3 separate regions of the Mus musculus genome follow, and regions 1 and 2 are each linked to region 3. A link is a contact called in public HiChIP or PLAC-seq data. All regions are on one chromosome and are shown on one strand. Each heading gives the region's core, a stretch centred on a gene start, on an enhancer-like site or on the middle of the called end of the contact. The rest is flanking DNA. Distances are from core to core; before and after follow the strand shown. Region 1 holds the start of Gramd1a (GRAM domain containing 1A). Region 2 holds the start of Ffar2 (free fatty acid receptor 2). Region 3 holds the start of Lsr (lipolysis stimulated lipoprotein receptor).

Region 1 (2,700 bases), core at 5-2,504, 180 kb after region 3:
GAATCAGAGGTAAGTGAGCCACCCACAGGGCCCAGTGACACCACACTGTCACCGGTAGACACATGCAATTTCTACTTGTTCACGGAACCAAAAGACATCCAAATGTGGATGTCAGGCGCACAGCAGCTGAGCCCCAACCACATGCACACATACTCAAATCACAATGAGAGCTCACGGAGGTAACTCACAGACGTAATTCATGGTGAATTATAGGTACAGTCAGCCAAGAGACTGAAGCGGAATGCTGTACAAGTCACAATGAGGCACAAGCTCAGAATGTGTGATTTGCACACGGTGCCACAAAGAAAATGAGACACGTCTCACACACAACCACAGTGGGTCCAAGAGCACCAGATGCACTCGACCTGGGTGGTAGCCATCACACAGAAGATGATAGATAACATACAGACAGCCACACAACATTGCCCCAAAGAATCCCAGCTGTTACACACACACACACACACACACATACACACACACACACACACACACCACGCTGAGCACAATCACAAACGGAAACCCGCAGGCACAGGTGACCAGGCAGGAGTGGCGGGGGCGGGAGGGGGGCAGAACACACCCGACCCCCACCCCGCCGAGATCTCAGGCTCAAAGAAGCTCCTTTTCCCCAGCCCCCACGACAAACGGGGACCACCGACCGGAGGATCTGCGGGGCCTGCCCAGTAATGGGGATGGGGGGTGGGGCTGCTCGCGGCCCTTTCATCTGGGTGTTGGGTCAGGGCTCCCCGTAGGGGGACGATCAGGGCCTAGAGGAGCTCCCCGCTGCCCATATGCGTCCCAGGCCGGTAGTGACGCCCCAATCTTGGGTCTCGCCGCCAGGTTGCAATCCCTCACGTGTACCCCTTCTGGTCCCCAGCGGGGTCGCTCCTACATGCACCAGCTTGGAAACCCAGCTCCGGCCCTCTGCCGCAGCCCGATCGCACCACCGTCCCCGCTTCCCACCCCGAGGCCCGGTGCTTACTCGAACATGGATGCGGCGCCCCGGCTGCAGGGCAGGACCCGGCCGGCTGCTCTGAGATGGGCCTCCCGGGCCTCGCCTGCCTCGGCCGCCGCCTCCACCGGACCCTGCCACCCGCACAAAAGGCCGGAGCCGCCGGAGGCCGCCTCGGCGTCAGCGACACCCCCTTCCTGCTCCCGCCCCGCGCGTCACGGCGCCGCCCCCGCCGGGAGGGGGACATGGACGCGAGCGCGGGCCTAGGCCTAGGATGGCTGGGGAAAGAGTCCGGCTGGGAGACAGAAGAAAATTTTTATTTAAAATGAGCAGCCTGGGCGGGGCGTGATAGCGCACGCCTCACATCCCAGAGGCTGAGACAGGAGGATTGGCATGAGTTCGAGGCCAGCTTGGGCTACATAATGAATTCCAGGCCACTGGAATGCAGAGTGAGAATTTGTCTTCAAAACAAATGAGCAAACAAGTTTAAACACCCTGGGCTTCTCCCCTGGACCCAGAAGAGTCTCTGAGAAGTGGGATGGAGGTGGGTGACAGGCTGATGCTGGGAAGAACTGGCCTGGGGCGGAAGTCTGGGGGTGGGGTCGGGGAACCACAGCTGGAGGGTGGAAAGCCTCTTCCCGTTCTCCCCACCCAGCCTCAGAACCTCAGTTCCTGCCTTAGAAGCGTTCACTTTTCCGCGCGCGCGTGTGTATGGAGACTTCCCCAGCCTAATCGTGCAGACCACGTCAGATTCCAGCCCACCCGGCTCCTAGCAGTGCTGTGTGCGCTTGGGCAAGTCCCTCAGGCCTGGGGAGCCCCCTGCTCCCAGGCAAGGGGTTTCCCCCAGAACAGCACAGGGGCAGGGCTCATCAGCGTTTTTGATACTGGGAAGCCTGCCGAGCCTCAGGACGGGAAATGACCATACATTGCAGTGTAGGACGAGTTCTTGTGCCAGCCAGCCCTGCACCCACCTCTGCAAGCCAGGCGTGGTTGTCGTCCTTGTTGGAGAACACAATGTGAACGAGCCTCTGGCTTTGGGACCCAGCCCAGGGATTTCTCCCCACCCCTCTTCGGCCTTCAGCCTCTTGTCCAGCTACAGTAGGCCCAGTCCCACCTTGTTTGGTTTCCATTCCTATCCCGCTCTGTTACCACTTACAGCCAGAGCTCTAGCCTGTGAATCGCCAAGTCTGGCCAGAGGCCTCTTGGCTTCAAGCCCTACCCTGGCTCCACCTCATTCCTTGTTTTAAAAAAAAAAGTGCTCATCTTGGTGTCCAGAGCCCTCCTGATTGGGCCCCTTCCACCTGTCTGTCTAACTGGTTCCTCCTTAGCCTCCTGGTTGATTATCCCAGGTGTCAATCTACCCCCCTGCTCATCCCACCTGCCTCCGGCCTCAGGACCTTTGCACTGCTATCCCTTCCACAGGAGGAAGCTCGCTCTTCTTGCATGGCTGCCTTCCATCTTTCTGTGTTGCTCTTTTTATACGTCCGTAGCTTGTTTACTCTTAGAAAGACATTTACTTCGGTGGTGAGGGCTTGGGTGGGTTGGATATCATTATATAGCCTGGGCTGGCCTCAAACCTCAGTATGTAGCTGAGTCAGGGCTCGAATTTATGAACTTGCCTCAGCCTCCTAAATGCTGGGATTACAGGCAGGAACCACCAACCGCACAAATTTTTACATTTTTACTTAGTGAATATTCATTTCAAATAAAAGTGTATAATGGCCATCTGTGTCCTCACCATAAGACATAAG
Region 2 (2,700 bases), core at 163-2,662, 150 kb before region 3:
CCACTCCCAGGTAGCGTTCCATGCTGATGCCCGCCAGCAGCCACGTGCTGCAGTAGATGCTGCTGTAGAAGCCGAAGCCTGTCAGCGCGCACACGATCTTTGGTAGGTACCAGCGGAAGTTGGATGCTGCTTCCACGATCCGGAAGGGCAGCAGCAGCAACAGGAGCAAGTCCGCCAGGGTCAGATTAAGCAGGAGGATGTGCACAGGGGCAGGCTGAGGCTGGCGAACCCGGCCCATGAAGGCCCGCAGGGCCAGCAGGTTGGCAGGGAGCCCAGTAAGAAAGATGAGGATGTAGGCCGTGAGGATCAAGGAACTGTGCCAGTCTGGGGTCATTCTGGAAGATGGGGGGAAAGGTGTAGGGTCAAGAGCTCCCCACCTGCAGTGCACACAGCCTGCAGACCCTCTTTCCGGAGAGTTCTGACTGCTCACATCCTCTCTGGTTCTCTCCTGTCCTCAGTCCAAAGCTGTCTGCTCTTCACCACCGCTTGCTCAAGCCACCTGCCAGAACTGCCCAGAGCAATTATTGACTTAGCCTTGGGCGGGATATTAAGCTGCAGTTATTACGTTTGCCATCCTGTGTCTCTGGGGGAGACCAAGTTGACTTCCCACGGGAATTTCCCCTCTGCTTTCTAGGGCCCCTTTCCTCTGTAGCCTCACAGGTAATAGGAAGTAGCTGTGATCGGTTCCCTTTCTTGCTGCTGACTGTGGCTGGGGGCTAAAGCCTGGTGGGAGAGAGGGGAAGGCAGCCATAGAAGCTGGGAAAGATCAGGTAGGTGTGTGTCTCGGGAGAAAAAGGAAACTTCCAGAAGGCAAACCAACCCTGCTAACCCTCGCTCTCCTCAGCTTCAGGTGCCCACCCCCTGCCACCTCCCCAGCCTCCCAACCTGTCAGCTTACCTCCTTGGGCAAGTTCAGGGGTTTCTTCTACCTGGTTCTCCTCTGGTCCAGTGCTGTGGAACCTACCAAAACCGGGGAGCTAGGGTAGCCAGTTCCTTGCTCTATGGCTTGTCCCCCCCAACCTCCAAATTTTAGATACACAGCCCAGAGAGCACAGGTGGCTGGCTTAAGCTTGGTGCTTTGACTGTATCCAGGACTCCTCCTCTACAGGAGGTGACTTTGTTTCCACTTGGTTAGTAACTCTTGCTACAAACGAATAGTCACTCTCTCCCGGTCCTTTTCATTTCAAGGTCTATGGTTCCTTACACCCACCTCCACCCTCAGCCTCCGGGTCTGTGTTCTGACAGACATCCTGCAGCCTCCTCCTCACCCCACAGCTGCTCCTCAGATCCTCTCCCCTGCGTGCACACACCACACTGGCTTGCCTTGCCTGGTTTCAGAGAGAATGTTTCTTGGGGGTTCCTGGTGCAAGAGGAGTTTTAGCAATTATTGCAGCCAATTTCATACAGAAAAAGGAGGGGGAGCCAAAAATCATAAGGAACTTGGTTGGTGGGAAGATCTTATACTAGCATGGGTCACATGACCAGAGAGAAAGAGGCAGGTCAGTAACTGAGCAGTATTTCCTCTCAAACCCAAAGGGGGGGTGGGGGTGGGGGGCGGGGGGGTGCTGCGGCTCTGTCCTCTCCCTGGAGATCTGTTCTATTCCGATTTTGACAGATTTTTCTGACCCTACTTCCTGTCTCCCTGCCCCCAAACCCTGAGACACTGCCCCCCTCCTATCCTCCCACCTGCCTCTCCACCCGCTCCCACCCTCACCCCCTACCCCTGTCAGCTCCTTTTCTGTCTTCTGATTGGCTTCTTCAGAGCAATGTCTAGAAGGTCAATGTCATTCTCAGAACGAGGCTTCCCGTTTCCTGTGATTCCTCCCTTGTCTAACTTCTTTGTGGTCTCCTGGTGTCCACCCCAAGTTTCCTTCGGCCTTGTTGAGACAGACTGGCTTTCCCTAGCTTGTGTCTTGTTTTTTGGTGCACAGTTGGCCTGCTGCGGGCTGCCATCCAAGTCTCTGCACTGGGAACTTTGGGTCAGATCAGATTTTATGAACTTTCCTTTCCTTCTGCAAGCGAGCATGGGAATCCTAACTGCACTGCACATCCAGGGCCATCCAGTGAGGCTGGAGGCATGAGGCATCAGGGTCAGGGCCCCTGGTGCTTCCCTCAAGCCTCTGACACCTTCCTAGAAGGTGAAAGTTAGGAGTGGGGCCATACATAGGCCTGAATCCTAACTACTCTACAGGCTAAGGCCAGCTAGGCTACAGATGACAGGCAGGGAGGTTCACTCTCTGTAAGGGGTCCCCTGTGGCTGCTCTCAGAAGAGCTGCACGCTCTGCATCCTCCCCTTCCTCCTCCTCTTCTCTCCCACCCCTTGGTTTCTCTATGTCCTCTCCTCTGACCTGTTTAGTTACCTACGAGTTAGCCAGTCTTCCCAAGGCCTCCACAGGGCTGGAGAGATGTCTCAGTGGTTAGGAGCATTGGTTGCTCTTGCAGAGGACCTGAGTTCAGTTCCCAGCATCCACACGGCATGGCGGCTCACAATGTCTAGTTTCAGGAAATTGGACGGTCTCTTCTGACCTCCATTTACACTGATCATACATGCTGTATGCAGACAAAACACTTATATATATTAAAGAAAAATCCCCCAAAACATATACGTGAGAAAACAAGGGCAAGAACATGTTGCCTTCTCCACTCCTTCCCCATTCTTCCTTTCTCCCTCTGTCCCTCCCTTTTGTCTTTCTTTTTCTAG
Region 3 (2,800 bases), core at 279-2,778:
CACCCTGACAGTGCGTACGCTGTCCTGGCACTCCACATAGGGGTTGTAGCCGGGGTTGCCAGCCGCCAGCTGGGCGTTGAGCTGGTTGTCCACGCTGGCAGGGGAGAAGGCGTCGGCAACACGGTCCCGACAGAACGACTTATACTTCCAGATCACGATAGGGGCTGTGAGGGTATTGCTCATCTGGTAGGTGCAGTGTAGTGTCACTGGCTGGAACAGGATCACTACGTGGTAGGGGTCAGGCACGGTCACCTGGATGGCACTGGCACGGTCTGAGAAGAAGAGTATAGTCAGCAGGGATAGATAAACCCAGGGAGGTACCACAACAGCAATGAGCCACACCACTTAGACAGTATATGCAGTCTTTCAGAGCACCTAGCATATTGTTCCTTAATCCCCGAGACTGGCGAGGCAGATCTGATAATCATGCCCATTTTATACACCTCCGGGGCTGAAAAGTGGTAAGTATGTAGCCATCCGGGCTAGGTCCCTAGAATATTCTGTCCACATCCTCCTACCCAGAGACTCTTCAAAATGCACATCCAAATGTAGATGGAACCCCTAGGCCCCCACTTAAGCTAACATTCAACAATCTAGGCGGAAGATGACTTAAGGTTCAAAAGTCCATTCTACAGATACCAGGGATGTAGGTGGGGTGGGGAGTCCCCAATTCCACACCCACTCCAAGCCAGGGCACTGTTTCTCGAGCTCTTGGCCTGATCCAGTCCGGGAATGACCTCTCCCCGTTACCCCAACACTTAGAAATCTTGAGGTGCGTCCAAGATCCCAATGGCAGGCCTATCTCACGATCGGGAGGCCTTGCTCCTGACCACAAAGGGTCCCCTTCTCCATACAGCGCTCAGCCTTAAGATCCCCAGAGTTTTCACTTCCTGTTATCTCCGACAAAGGCGGAGGACCGGACTGGGCGCCACAAGAAACTCCCTTCCTTGGGCACACAGGGGTCTCCTCAACCAGGCGGGTTCTGGAGATCTTTAATCTGCACTCCCGCACCAACCATCACTCACGACTCCCCACCACTTGGTTTCGGGTCCTCCAAGGCCGGTGAGAACCACAGCCCTCCATCCACCTCCGGTAGCGCCCTCCCGCCGTCCCACAGCACCAGGGACCCCAATCCTTACCTGGGCAGTAAATGATGAGAAAAAGACACACGAAGATCGTGGTGGCCGGGTGGGAGCCAGGCGCCCCAGCACACGCGCTGGCCGCCGGCGCCATCGCGGCCGTCTAGCAGCGACGGTGCCCGCGCGTCCCCTCCCAAGTATCCAGAGAGTAGGGGGCGCGGCGAGCACCAGGGCCGAGAAGGGTGCGTGCTGCGCCCGGCCCCTATTCCAAGTCCATTTTCCTCGCACTGGGGGAGTTCTAACCTACAAAATGAACTTGGACGAAGCTCATGCCTTCGGCTTCCCGAAGACAACTGACCCGGCGCGCGGTGGCTCTCTGGGTCACTCTACCCCCTGCGCACTCCCGGGAATGGAACCGCCCAGGTACACAAGGGTGGGAGCCCGGGGGCTGGACTTGGGGGTGGGCGGCGGGGGCGGGCCTTGCGGGCCTCCCTCCCCGGAAGTGGGCTGACTCAGGTGCGCTCCTGCCTCCAGGGCCTGAACCAAGTGACCGCTTTGCCAGGAGGGCGTCTGCACCATAGGCGACCTGTGCAGCCACCTGTTGCTCTAGTCAAAGTTGAAAGGACTGAACTCCCTGAGGACAGAGACCCTCTGGGCGTGCTCCACCTGCCGAGAGGGGCCGGGCCTTGTGCGCACCTGTTCGCTGCTGGTCCACACCCCTGTCCCGGGAGCCGATGGACCCGCCTAGGTGCGCCCTGTAGGGAGGTGCCAAGCAGAGCCAGGTCCCAGCTGCCAGGGGAATGTCGGTGACGCAGCCTGCCTTCCCACTCTCGCCCTGGTGGGGGAAGTGCTGCGGTCTTTCTGGGCTCCACATTTGAATGATTCGAGGAATCAATGAGGTCGCACTAGAAAAGATGCTCTGGCCCCCTAGGGGACGCTCGTGGGGACTGCACCTCTTAAAAAGTTGCAGTCGTACTTAGGCAGTTTCCCTACTTCCCTTATTTCCTAACTTGTGGTTTCTTTTCCACCTCCCGCTCGGGTATCCCTCGCTCTTGGTCAGGCCTTCGAAGTTCTGATGATTAAAGGCTCTGAGCCAAGACTGGAGACCAACAGATCTGTTTCGGATCAAAGGTTCCCAGGCCTCACCTGCACCCCGGGCGCGGCCCGTAGCTCTCCTCCTTCTCAGCGCAACACTGCTGCTCCCTGGTGGCGCCGAGAGGAAACGCATTCTGGGAGACTGAACTGGCCACTGCTTGGTGAGTTGGGAACCTACCATTTTCCTACCATTTTCTTCTCTGTTTTGTAAATGGTGTCAGGTCACATTCTTCTGCTCAGAACTTTGCTGTGTTCCCTCTCAAGCAAAATTCAAAGTACATTGGCCTGATTGACTTTCCCCAGCCAACTTTTCTTAGTTGACTTCAGCCATACTGGCCTAGCTGGTCCTGGATCAGGTTTTCACATATGGCAGGCTTAGCTACCAGAATTCCCTTCCTGTTGCGGACACCTGCTACCATTTCCCCTACGGCCGCTTTTAAAGGCAAAGGCGTCTCATAAAATTTCACCCTGTTCCCATGTGGCTTAAAAATCATGGTTTAAAAAATAGAGGAAATCGCCACTGCCGTCATTTTTACCACTTGTAATCCTAAACCAGTTGCATGTGTTACTTTGTGTTTTGTAGATGTCATTATTATCAATATGTTATCAATACCTAAAACTTGGTC

What was found. HiChIP or PLAC-seq counts read pairs in DNA pulled down with a chosen protein or histone mark.
Region 1: an H3K27ac HiChIP or PLAC-seq map of extraembryonic endoderm stem cells shows a contact between it and region 3. The contact joins the promoter of Gramd1a here to the promoter of Lsr in region 3. A contact is called at or near these places in 4 of 39 promoter capture datasets (the C10 cell line, the HPC-7 cell line, cranial neural crest and 1 more), 1 of 15 datasets of contacts at CTCF or cohesin (embryonic stem cells), 1 of 484 Hi-C or Micro-C datasets (embryonic stem cells), 3 of 115 datasets of contacts at active chromatin or transcription factors (embryonic stem cells, extraembryonic endoderm stem cells and pancreatic cancer cells) and 3 of 9 other capture datasets (adipose tissue, liver and pancreatic islet).
Region 2: an H3K27ac HiChIP or PLAC-seq map of embryonic stem cells shows a contact between it and region 3, with 27 read pairs. The contact joins the promoter of Ffar2 here to the promoter of Lsr in region 3. A contact is called at or near these places in 17 of 39 promoter capture datasets (the C10 cell line, the HPC-7 cell line, cranial neural crest and 8 more), 7 of 15 datasets of contacts at CTCF or cohesin (CD8 T cells, the G1E-ER4 cell line, embryonic stem cells and 2 more), 97 of 484 Hi-C or Micro-C datasets (8-cell embryo, B cells, CD4 T cells and 36 more), 25 of 115 datasets of contacts at active chromatin or transcription factors (DN3 thymocytes, acute myeloid leukemia, embryonic stem cells and 8 more) and 4 of 9 other capture datasets (adipose tissue, embryonic stem cells, liver and 1 more).

Annotation. Positions count from the first base shown.
Region 1 is chr7:31,149,917-31,152,616 of GRCm38.p6, forward strand. Gramd1a (GRAM domain containing 1A) reads right to left here and starts at 1,255. Exons shown (of 19, transcript NM_027898.4): 1 at 980-1,255. The coding sequence starts at 987.
Region 2 is chr7:30,819,780-30,822,479 of GRCm38.p6, forward strand. Ffar2 (free fatty acid receptor 2) reads right to left here and starts at 1,413. Exons shown (of 3, transcript NM_001168510.1): 1 at 1,328-1,413; 2 at 898-959; 3 at 1-335. The coding sequence starts at 334. It overlaps Gm32236 (a long non-coding RNA gene), which reads left to right and starts at 642. Exons shown (of 3, transcript XR_881940.2): 1 at 642-770.
Region 3 is chr7:30,971,941-30,974,740 of GRCm38.p6, forward strand. Lsr (lipolysis stimulated lipoprotein receptor) reads right to left here and starts at 1,529. Exons shown (of 10, transcript NM_017405.2): 1 at 1,140-1,529; 2 at 1-272. The coding sequence starts at 1,233. It also overlaps a transcript of Fam187b not described here.